Linked DNA regions of Hordeum vulgare: region 2 is linked to region 1. The links are chromatin contacts, called in public Hi-C maps. All regions are on one chromosome and are shown on one strand. The core of a region is the stretch at or near the end of the contact, and the rest is flanking DNA. Distances in the headings are between cores, read along the strand shown. Region 1 overlaps LOC123448504 (transportin MOS14). Region 2 has its middle 470 kb from the start of LOC123448505.

What was found. A called contact is a pair of places that touch in the nucleus more often than the background predicts.
Region 2: a contact with region 1 is called in a Hi-C map of leaf, with 4 times the contacts expected there. The contact joins two enhancer-like sites. A contact is called at or near these places in 2 of 6 Hi-C or Micro-C datasets (leaf and seedling).

What each region holds. Positions count from the first base shown.
Region 1 is chr4H:267,326,442-267,332,400 of MorexV3_pseudomolecules_assembly, forward strand. LOC123448504 (transportin MOS14) reads left to right here. Exons shown (of 21, transcript XM_045125415.1): 17 at 1-77; 18 at 180-291; 19 at 1,002-1,159; 20 at 1,666-1,782; 21 at 2,388-2,875. The coding sequence ends at 2,630. Among protein-coding and RNA genes, the nearest start is that of LOC123448504, 62 kb to the left of the region's middle. Within about 2 kb of position 3,255, at least 1 of the 3 cell types and tissues checked has open chromatin away from gene starts, as enhancers often do. A contact at or near this core is called in leaf, where this site is marked.
Region 2 is chr4H:267,905,454-267,911,217 of MorexV3_pseudomolecules_assembly, forward strand. No RefSeq gene overlaps it. Among protein-coding and RNA genes, the nearest start is that of LOC123448505, 470 kb to the right of the region's middle. Within about 2 kb of position 3,503, at least 3 of the 3 cell types and tissues checked have open chromatin away from gene starts, as enhancers often do. A contact at or near this core is called in leaf, where this site is marked.

The DNA.
Region 1 (5,959 bases), core at 2,005-4,504:
ACACATGTGATCAAGAACCTGATCTAATTGAAGCCTATGCAAACTTCGCATCTGCATTTATCCGCTGCTGTCCAAAGGTTCTATTTTATATTATGCTAAGGTTCTTTATTAATTATTGAAGCACAATATGGATTGACAGTACAGCACTGATTCTTCTGTTGATTGCATTATTAATCAAGGAAGCTATTGTCGCATCTCGCTCGCTGCTTGAGCTGTCATTTCAAAAGGCAGCTATATGCTCTACAGCAATGCACCGAGGAGCAGCACTTGCAGCAATTTCATATATATCGTGTGAGTCCCACTTGACTACTTCTTGTATATGGCCTTCTACTATATATCAGTTGAATGTTCGTATTACTCCCATAATTCGTTAGATAGGTGTACGATGAGTAAACTTGCCGGTTGCATCCGAAAGAAGTGAGAGATACACAGAATGAGGGACGGTTGATGCTTTGCGCACAATAAACTAGTGCGTGGGGAAGAATAAGCTTTACAAGTTGGTGTATTTACTGCGAATGTACAAGTACAAGAGACAAGTAGGGACAGAGTGTTTTTGGAATTGTGACCAATGAAGTAGTGCAAGGGACAGACTGCTGATAGAAGCATAGTTGTGTCAAGTTAGTGTTTTTACTTCAAGTGCACAAATGTACTTCTGTCTAGTTTCTATCCTCTTGTCTTCTGGATAGCAAAGCCAATTTGTATAGCAACAGTAGGGCATCATTTCATCACATTTAGTAAATTATTCGTAGTACTTTCAACTATGCACAGGATTTTTACGAAGCAAGTTGGTATATCACTTGGAGCTTGGAAAGTATGTTGTAGTTTTTTTTGTGTGTGTGAACTTCAAAAATCTTGTTGTACTTGCTGGATTATTCGTGTTCAGTGAGGATCATTGACTGATGAAGTTCTTATGACATGCTATTGCGCTTAACATGGGGTAACATTTTCATTTTTGCTAATCCGATCACTTGAAAGTAATATTTGGAAATATGCACCTGCAGGTTTTTTTGATGCTAGCCTTACTGATGTGCTGGAATCTCCAGAATGCCCCTCTGATGAATCACGTGGTGTGGTGCTGGTTCAAATTTTAGCACGCTGTGGTGAAGGTCTTATGTCTAACGTATTTTATGCTCTACTTGGTGTATCAGCCTTGTCAAGGGTAGGTAGATTTTGAAATACTTTTTCGAGTTGTTTTTTGGCACTATTGGTCCTCATTCAGTTTTTGCTATAACCATTTTGTTATGTGAGGTGTCAAAACTGGCCATGGTGTTATGCTCGCACCTCAAAGCCTTTCAATAAATTCTGGAATCTGGAGCTTGTCTGCATTTTCCTGTGGCATAAGCTAACATGCTGATGCCCATATTGTTACTAAGTCGACTATTAATTCCTTAGCATATTGATGATGCTACTTATAGTAACTTGCTTCTGTTCTTCCGTTTTAGTACTACAGACATACTTATGATTTGATTGTTGTTCTACATACTACATACTCCCTCCGTCCCAAAATAACTGTCTCAAGCTTAGTACAACTTTGTACTAGAGCTAGTACAAAGTTGAGACACTTATTTTGGGACGGAGGGAGTATTTCTTAAGTTTACTCTAACCAGAGATAAATTAGGTGATCATAGAAATGTTTCAGAATATTGTTTTTTTTTCTTCCAACAGGTACATAAATCTGCAACAATGCTGCAGCAGTTGGCGGCATTGTGTAGCCTCTGCGAGAGAACAATGTGGAAGGGGATACTTTGTTGGGATTCCCTTTGTGGGTGGCTGCACACAACGGTACGATTTTTATGATCACTGCTTTGCTGTAATTATGCTAGGCATGCCTTGATGCTTTTCTCATCTTCGTTTTTAGTTCCATAACTTTGAAAATATCATATGCTGTAATCTGGGCCATCCGCTTACCGTTTGTCTCTTCCAGATTCGAAAGGTTTAGCAGCCCTATTTCGTGCAGACTATTTTTTTGTGACTGCTTCTAGTGTTTACTGTTTAAACCTAACTAAGGGCTTGTTTGGTTCCTTGAAATTTGATGGGGTTTGGAGGGGATTGAAAGGGATTAAATCCCCTACAAGTTAAAATCCACCTCAATCCCTCCAATCCTCTCCAATCCCCTTGTGGGAGAGATTAACCAAACAAGCCCTAAGGGTGTTCAATACTTGACATTTGATGCAAGGAGAATCTGTGGATGTAGTTGTAAAATATGGTCATGTTAGTCTAGTCGCATGCTGCAACCTGGCACTGAAGATTTTTTGCTACCTTCCTGAGTTCTTGTGTTGTATAGAGGCTAAATGTGTTGTAGTAATACTTCTTACTTGTATATTTGCTGCTGAAGCTTACTTTTGTATATCTCTTCCATTTAGCTGAATGTTTTAAATCTTGTTCAGGTGAGTTCTTTGTCCTCGGAATACCTAAGGCAAGGGGAAGCCGAGATGATAATTTCGTTATGGCTCAAGGTGCTTCAGGATGCTGCCTCGGACTATCTTCACAACAGGACTGGTGACAATTACAGAAACCATCCTGGTTACATGCAAGGAAAAGGTGGAAGAACCCTTAAACGGGTAATTCGAGATTTTGCAGAAAGCCGTCGAAATGTTCCCACCCCCTATACTGATAGCAGGTGGAGCTGAAGTTTGACGTAACCGTTTGGAATAGCTTCCATGAGATAAAGAAGGTCCTTGCTTTGATATGGAATGCAACGGCTCGCTTTGGTGGCACAGTATAGAATGTTGATCCCTAGGTTTTGTCTCTGTATTAAGGACGTGTTTGTGTCAAAAAATGAAACGCAAACGTAAATGCAAACAAATGACGGTGTTACTGTAAACGGTACAAAAAACTAAAAACTGTTTGGTTTCTGAAGTGTAACATTAATCCATATCGGCTCTTCTTCAAGAATTAATTAAGTGAAAGGAACCCAGTGCCCCCGTCGCCAACCCTAGGTGGCATGGGGGAAACCCACCTCGCCCTGATCTCTCCCTTCGACAGCAGCCCGAGTTCAAGCTGGTGAAGCTCGGGTTGTGATGGCGGCTGCGGGGTCTTCTTCCCTTGTGAGGTTGTTCCTCTCATGGCGGCGATGACATGGAGTTCGGTGACCTGGTAGCAGGTGGCGTGGTGCTACGGGATCTCGACTGCAGAAATGGCGGCAGCGACAACGGTGGCGCGACCTTCCTGTGGGGAGACGTCCTTGTAGTGGCGGCCGGAATCTCGGATCTCATTGAGCCTAGATGGGCTTTGGTGGGCCGACGAGTCTGGTATGCGGCAGGCTGGCGTGGGGCCTGGCAAAGCTGGCTGCTTTGGCATCGTGGTGGTGCTGCGGCCTGTCAGGCGGTGACAGTTGGATCTTGTTGGTTTTTCGGCAGAGAAGGCCGCGATCCGTGCACAAAAAGCTGGATGGAGTTCTTCGAACATATCTGGATGGAGTTCTTTGAACAGATCTGGGTGAAAACCTGCTCTTGGCTAGATGCCCAGGCCGACGACTGCGACGTTGTACGCTGTCGTTTCCTTCTTGAAGGCATCGCCGTGGAGAAGTTATAGACCATTATCTGCTACCTTCGGGGAGAATCCTTGATCGATAGATTAGAAGACGACGGCGCACTTGCGTCGTTTCCCCCTTGGGCTGTCATTCTTGGAGGTGTACACCGGCTCGACGGACTAGTGGATGAGATCTTTGGTGGAACGGTGCTTCATCATACATATTAATGTCGATGGATCTTGATGGCATGGCTCCCTGGAGATCAGGCGTCTTATGTGCAATGATGGACTTGCGCAGACGTTGCCTGGCGTCGTGGTGTCGTCAATGACAGCTAGACTGGATAAGGTAGATGCATCAGTACTGCTCTGAAGATGGATTGGTGGCAGGTGGCGGCAATGTCCTCTGAGCGTGCCCCCGGAGCGGTGGGTGCCCCATACCCGGCAGGTGGCTTGGTTGGGCCCTTAGGTCTTAGATGTTAGGTTTGGTTGCGCGATTTGTTTGGTATTAGGCCCACACTATCAACATCCCTTCATCAACTGGATAGGAGTAGCGACACATGTTGCCTAGACGGTGGCTTCAGTCTTAGTGTTGTATTATTTTATAAGGTCTTCTGTGCCAGGGGTTTCCTTCTTTTCAAAAAAATAATGCATAGGGTATGCGCAACATCACAAGCATAAAAGCAATCTTGATAGAAGCCCTGTGTCGATGTACTTTATCGTGAGGCTATGACAGTGCACGGTTGGCTAAGGTAGTTGAGCGCCTTGTCGAGGACAACGTTGTTGTTGGTTGTGTGAGGAGGCTTGTCGGTCTTCATGGAGGCAAAGGGGTCGGTGGCGGTGGCGGCGGGGTCTGATAGGTCAATCTTTGGGGTCTGTGCTTGGTGATGTATTCGACCGGCTCTTCATTGTCTCGGTTGTTGCGCTGTCGAGAGGGTTCATCTGTGACGGGGGTGGAAGCCGATGAGGTGCTCGATGCAGAGCGCGTTGTGGTACTCCTTTGGTAGTTTGAGGCCTAGAAGGCGGCGCTGATCTGGGTGGACGGCCGTGTAGGGAGTTGTTGGTCGACCCGGCATGAGGACGAATGCGAGGTTAAGGACGAGGTAGGCGGTGTTCTCGGTAGTGGGATAGAGCCACTCGTGGCTGCTCGTGCCTGGTGAAGATGGAGATCGTCTTGTGGGGAGCCGGGGAAGGAGGCGACCGAAGCTGATAAAAGGGGCATAATGATGTATCGTATTGATGGTTAAGAACCAATAGATGTTGAGATCCCCTAGGGTTTTCCAGTCCTCTCGGCGGTGGTTGTCGTGAGCCCCTTGTCAACAAGGATGACTGTTGGACTTCCCTTTGATCTACAACCGCCCTCCCTGCATCGTTAGGGTTCCCCAAGACCTATGTGGTATCTCAGGTTGTTGATTGGAGGTTTTCTGAGAGACATACCAAGATTTTGAGTGGGATGTCAAACTTTGTGGAAGGATCGGGGTCGAAGGGCCTAGTAGAGGAAGATTCAAGCAAGCTTATGGAGGGATTGCACTTACATGATGAAAAGATTGATGAACCGATATGAGAAGATGAGTTTCATGCGACAGAACAGTAAAGCAGCTAGCCCTAGCAAAACTTTCGACAAAGAAAAGTTTTAGTTAGAGTGCGCTAATTGTGACATGCGTGCGGCATGGAACCCGCTCAAGAGGTAGTGTGGAGGAGGATAAATTCAAACCTCTTTGCAATACAATTTTGCTACCCGCTAGATCGGAAGAATGCCATGTATCAAGGACCATGGTATTTCAAAGGTCGTGCTCTATGTTGGCTGAATATGATGGGTTTCCAAACCATGGGAAGGTCAATTTGGAAAGACTTGAGACATGGTGCTCGATCCATAAACTCCCCAATGGAGTCTTGAAGAACAAACCCTTACTGGAAAACTTGGCGAAACGTATAGGATAAGTGCAAGAAGTTCATATTATGGATTCGTATGGGAGTTCCTTCGAATTAGAGTAAATTTTGATGTGAACAATAAACTGGCATGTTTTTTGGGTTCACAGTAAAGGGTGAGATTGCATACTACCAAGTTAAATTTGAGAAGCTTTGGGTGCTTTTTCATGCCTATGGGAAGATGGGACATTGGCCTCAGGAGTGTGGTATGGGAGAACATGATGAATCAAATTTGAATGAGGTCCCTTCATTCTTTCTTCCAGAAGGGGGTGAGGCGGTTGTTGTGGTGCTAGTATTGGTCGTTCATCGGGTGCTGGTCGTGGGTATAGGAACATGAGAGGGGGTGGACGATCAGGCAGAGGCATGGATGGAAGATTTGGTGAAAGAGCTTGTCGATGGAATTATGATCATGTGAAGAACCCATCTGATCTGGATGGCTCTCGAAAGGATGGGAACACACTGAGTGATGGTACATCAGTGGTGCTAAGATATATGCAGTAAATTGACTGTTCTGCAAAAGGCAACCCAATGACAAAACAACAGTACCCCCAACCACATAAAC
Region 2 (5,764 bases), core at 2,253-4,752, 580 kb after region 1:
TAGTTACTAAACACACAAGAAATATATTTATATATAATTCATCAGTTAATCAAGTTCGCTCGTTTTATTATGTCCATGAAACCTACACGCTAATAGGTAAAGATAGGTCCTAATCCCACCCGACTATGTGTAGATTGGGTTCGTTTTCCCATGCTCTACTCCGGATCCAACGCAAAATTGCGGCAGCACCTCCCCGTTGTTCTCCTGATACACGTCTCCGCAATAAACAGAGATGATGTCTATCCGGAGAACAACAGGGAGGCACTAACGAAATTAATCATCGGATCCGGAACAAAGCATATGGGAAAATGAACCCAATCTACACGTACTCGGCTGTCCGTGGATAATGTTGGACAATTCGGAAGAATCATGGTTATAAATATATGCAAATGCATGCATATTTATAACTGTAACCCTTTCGAACGGGAGACGCATACTGGTCACGCATACTGATAAATTAATTTAATTACCTATATCTAGCTAGTTTCATCCAAAGACCGACCCACATCAAATGAAGGGGCGAGGAGGAGATGACATTTGTACTCACCCACGAATGAGGACGACGCAGGTAGGACGGCCGTAGAGGAGGAGGGGGCGCAGGGAGGAGGCGGTGTGCTGGGAGGAAGGGGCAACGCAGTGGTTAAGGAGGGAGTCATGAGGAGGAGGAGGGCGTGGCGCTGGAGGAGAGGGCGGTGGTGGCTGAGTGGGCGATGGTGGAGAAGGGGCGAGCTCCGGCGGCGGTGGTAGATGAGGAGGTCCCTGCAAGGAAGAGGGGGCGTGGTGGAGGAGCGGGCGTAGGGAGGAGGAGGGCACGGTTGTGGCGCAGGGAGGAGGAGGGCGCGGCGGCACGAGGAGGAGGAGGCCGCGGCGGCACAGGGAGGAGGAGGGCGCGGCGGTGCAGGGAGGAGGAGGGCACGGTGGCGGTGGTGGTTTCGGGGGTGAGAGAGAGGGGTGTGGGCTGGGGCGTGACGACCGTTAGGGGAGAGAGGCACATGAGGGTGGGGGGCGACGGCCGTTAGGGCGCATACTCTTTGCCGTCTGCCCCCCCGATGGCACAGAGGAGAAAAGCAGACGACAAAGAGAGAGCCCGTTAGGGGGGAGAGAGGGGGTGTGGGGTGGGGCACCCGTGCTCTTTGCCGTTTGCCTGAATGCTCGTTACCGCCAGCTGGCAGACGACAAAGAGTTGGCTGATGGCAAATAGTATCTTTGCCATCAGCCTGCTCTTTGTCGTCTTGTTTTTGGTAGCTGATGGCAAAGAGGGTCTTTGCCATCAGCCAACATACGACAAAGAAGTAGCAGATGGCGAAATCTCCGATTCGAGTAGTGAAGTTAGAATATTCATACTAGTTCCCTAAGCAACCAAATCTCATGGACGAGATTTCTTTAAGGGGGGAATGTTTGTGACACCCTTGATTTTTGCCCTTTCTTTTTATTTTGAATTTCTTTAAGATTTTATTTAAAATTGCTTTTCTGTGGTTGTGTGGTCTAGAAACTTGGGAAGATCATCTCTTCCTAGTCTCCAAAGTGTCTTGTCATTCTGAAATCCTTCCCAAGACCATGTCATTTCCATCTTATCTCTAAGCCATATTCACTTTATTGGAAACATTCCTTTTTCTATTAAAGGAATAACTCTATTTGCTCTAGGTTGTGAAGCAACCTATATTTCCGTCTCTCTTAAAATTCCGAAATAATTTTCATAAATTGTTTGGGTCATATCTTCCTCAAATATGTCAAAATCCTTCCTTGTCTAGTTCAGAAATAATTCAAGGATATTCCTTTTCCTATTCTGCACTGAATGACACTTTGTGAAGGAAGTGTCATTTCAAGATTCTTGTTTGATCTAAAAAATTTGTGGACTCTTTCCTATCCATATTAGGGCATCATGCCAAAATTCAACCTCATTTGCTTAGTAGATTTTCCTTGTCTATTTTCCAAAAAAATTGTCTTGAAAGGAACTTTGTGAAGGAGGTACTAGCTAGGATGATCCAAATGATTTGAAATTTGGACACGGCCTTTATATGCTCAAATAATAGCTGTCCTCCAAATTTGAGCATTTCTCCTTTATCCATGTGAGCCCAGCATTAACTATTAGTTTCCGGTCATTTTCCAGTTTGTGAAGCAACTATATTTTATATTGCATCATTATTTTAAAAAAATTACCAGGACCTTCTTCTATCCATATCTCTCGCCTGCTCCAAATTGGGATCACGTCACTGAGGCAATCTTTCCCTAGAATTTTTCTTAGTTGTTTGTCCATAGAGATGCGTTTTGAAGGAAATACCATTTTGGTGTATCTAGTTGGTATGCAATTTGGGTAGTGTGTTCATATACCCAAATCCTTCACAATCCAATCAAGCATGTGAGTGTGTTTTCCTATTTCGTGTTTCTAACCAGCAGGGTACATTGTTAATGAAGTACCAGCTAGGCATCTCCTTCTGAGCTAAAACTTGGCCAAGAGTCACCTTAGTAGTTTATCAAGCTCAGCAAAAGTTCAGCATATATCCCCAGTTGCATATCCCCCATCAAGCAACAAACACTTTGCTTTTCGGTTGTCTTTGAGCAAGTTGTGATCATATCCATAGTTCTTGTGCTTGTTCATTGGCTATTTGGCATTCAGTGTTGAATGACCTATCGCCCAAACATAGTTTGGCCGATCAAAAGCACGGGTCATCGTCGAGCTCACATGGTGACTGCATGCCTGGCATGCCTATCCGCACAATCTCATAGATGGACCCCCTTTGTTTCGTCTGTGTGCTCGCAAGTTCATGACACCTACCTATGTCTAGGAGCATCCCTTCGTCGTCGCCTTCACTCTAGACCCCTCGCCCCCTCTCACGTCACCTACTACGCGGTGCTATGGCCGCACCCCTAACCTGAATCTCTATGGCCCCGCCATGGTGTGTTACCCACGTTGCCCCGTACCTTCTCGAGCTCTCCTGGGTCTTCTCTCCTCCCCGTGGAGCCTCTAGACTTGCTGCCCCTCCCCTCCGCGTGACCGGTTCGTGCCAGAGCGCCGACAGATGCGTCACCATGACCGTCCTCGCCCCTCCTCGGTGGCCGGCTATATATAGCCTCCCCCGTGTCTCCTAACCTCACCAGTAGCCCCTCCACTCAATCTTAGTCCTCCCCGACCCCTCCAACAAGATCAAAGAGCTCCAATTCCCCTACCATGGTCGTCATGGCCGCCTCGGCCTTGGCTCAAATTCTAGCGAGCTGGAGCACCATTCTCTCTCCAACCCTCCATGTAGCTCTCCCCTAGTCAAGGCAAGTTTCCTAGGTGCCCAAGCTTCCCGTCCCTACGACCGGGCCACTCGCCTCTGCGGCTCCCGAATCAGCCGCCCGCCATGGACGGTGCCATGAGAACCTCGGCCCTCCCACGCAACTCTAGTCGGGCCTCCCCGATGCGGAGCTTCACGGCGAGCACTCCGGTGGTCCTAGCTCCACCGGAGGTATCCGGAGCCTCCGGGGCCAGCGCCGGCAGCTACGCGGCCTCGCCCCTCCTCTGTCCCGTGTTCGGTTGACGGGAGGAAGTAGACCGCCACCATCGAGCCCCACCTCCTCGCGGGCCGCTCAAGTTAGTCGCCGAGGCGTTGACCGAGTCGCTAACGTGGATAACTGAAGACGTATTCCCTGAAATACGTCTTCCACCACCGAAAGCGACTTCTAGGTCTTCTTCGGGCACAATGCATTTTTTCTTCTCTCAAAGTGTACTTATCCTAAAGGCATTTTGTGTTTTTCAACCACGGGCTTGTTTGGTCATTGATCTTCGATCGTCCGTATCTTCGCACCCGTAACTCTAATTCGGGTGATTGCAAAGCCCTTGTTTTGATATTGTCAAGCCTGTTCTGTTGGTATCATTTGCAATATATTTTCCCATACTGGAAATGACCATTTTTTCTTTGTCATTGATTAGACCCTCCAAGAGAGAAGTGTTCCCGACGAATCTTTCCGCGAGTCCCTCGCATTTCTTCATGGTGAATCCTTCATCCTCAGGCAAGCACGACAGCCACTTGCAGGATGGCCTTGAAGTATCCATGGTTTCCACATGAATATTTAATATTTTTTTGCTCGGTTACAATTGTTATTTCTGTTTCGGTTATGCTTATGGATCCATACTTATCATCATGCTATGCTCTTATGCATCCTGTTAGTTATGTGAGTACTTGCTAGTGTTATTCTCATCTGTCATGCTTGTTATTATTACATGCTCGTGATAGTAGAATTCATCTAATGCATTAGCATCACGAGTACCTATGATATGCATGATAGTCGCTATGCCGTGTTCATCAGCATCCACAGTACACCCATAGTTACCTGTATGGGAAGGCCTTAATGCGGTCTATTGTCATGCCTCTCGCTGGTTACTCCAACTAGGGAAGGGTATGTGCGCGCGTTACCCCGATCAGGTATGCAGCCATAAGCCTTGTGTGCTCGTGTTAGTATTGAGATCATGTCCCCATTAGGGACCGTATTTGTTTCGCCACGACGCTGGCCGGTGGATGTCCACAGTAGCATCGGGGCCACCCATGACTTAGACCAAAGGGGAATTTGTCTTACTGGTCGGGAGAGTGTCATGCAATAGATTGGTTTTGTCAGAACGATGTTGGTCCACCCGAATGGGAGCACAAGGCCTTGGGTTGTGTGGTGTGGGTACAGTGTACTAACATGTGTATAGTGTGTGTAATCTATTGATAGACGCTCCCGCAGATATGGTCCCGGTAACACTATGAATAATAACCTAGTTAATAAATAACCCTGGTTTGATGAAGAAAGAAGTTGGTTGATATTTATGTGATCATGAGAGGATCAAAGTGGTATGATGGATACCGAGGTTGGTTAATATTTTGGATACATGTGGTGATTACGAGGTAACCCCGATCAGAGTAAGTTGGAATATGATAGTTTAAACATGCGGCATTCTAGTATCATCATGTTCTTATCTTCACGCCATGCTCATTTCGTATTGTTCTAGAGATATCATGTTCATCATTGATCTTTAACTCGTAAATGCCATGTTGTTGTTTGTCTTGATTGCTTTGGTTGATGTGAGCTTGCGAGCACATTCAAACTACTCACCTAGCATGTCATGTCAGTTTGCAGGTCATACCATGATTGATTGCTTGACGAGTTGGCGAGCTATGATAAGCATTCTAGTCAGCGTCCCTGCGGAGTGGAGTACATCAGCGTCATCGTTGTTCCGCTGCTAGAAGTTATTCCGCTACTTCGAGTTGTTCTGCTCCAAGCATAGAGCTACCTGAGAGGGCATAGTGTCATCGTGCCGATGTAATCTGTTGTGATATTGGAACCATTGTATGTGTATCATTTGTAATAAAGAGTTGATTTGTTCTATGCCAAGCAGTGTTGTATTCCACACACTAATCTGAGGGCTAGAATACGGGGGTTCTGGTTTCTCTGAGCCAGGGTGCCACAATCGGTGACCACCTTGGTGGGTTGTCTCCGATAACTCCTTGTTGATACTTGCAGTCAGCATGACCCTACCTTCCTATGAGGGTTGTGCGGGTGGGAAGTGGTTAGGATGCTAACAATTTCTACGCAAGTGGGATGAAAAAATGCATGGTGACGAAAAGGAAATTATTTCAAACACTTTTCGAAAACCCAGTCGGGTGCTACTAATCCTCGAGAGAGATTGTGTTGATCTAGGTAACCAATCGAGAAAGAAGCATCGTATCAAGGCAAGTGAGTGTGTTGTTTTTGACATCAGATTGGTTTAAGTTGCGACCGTAACTCCAAACTTACGTGTGCG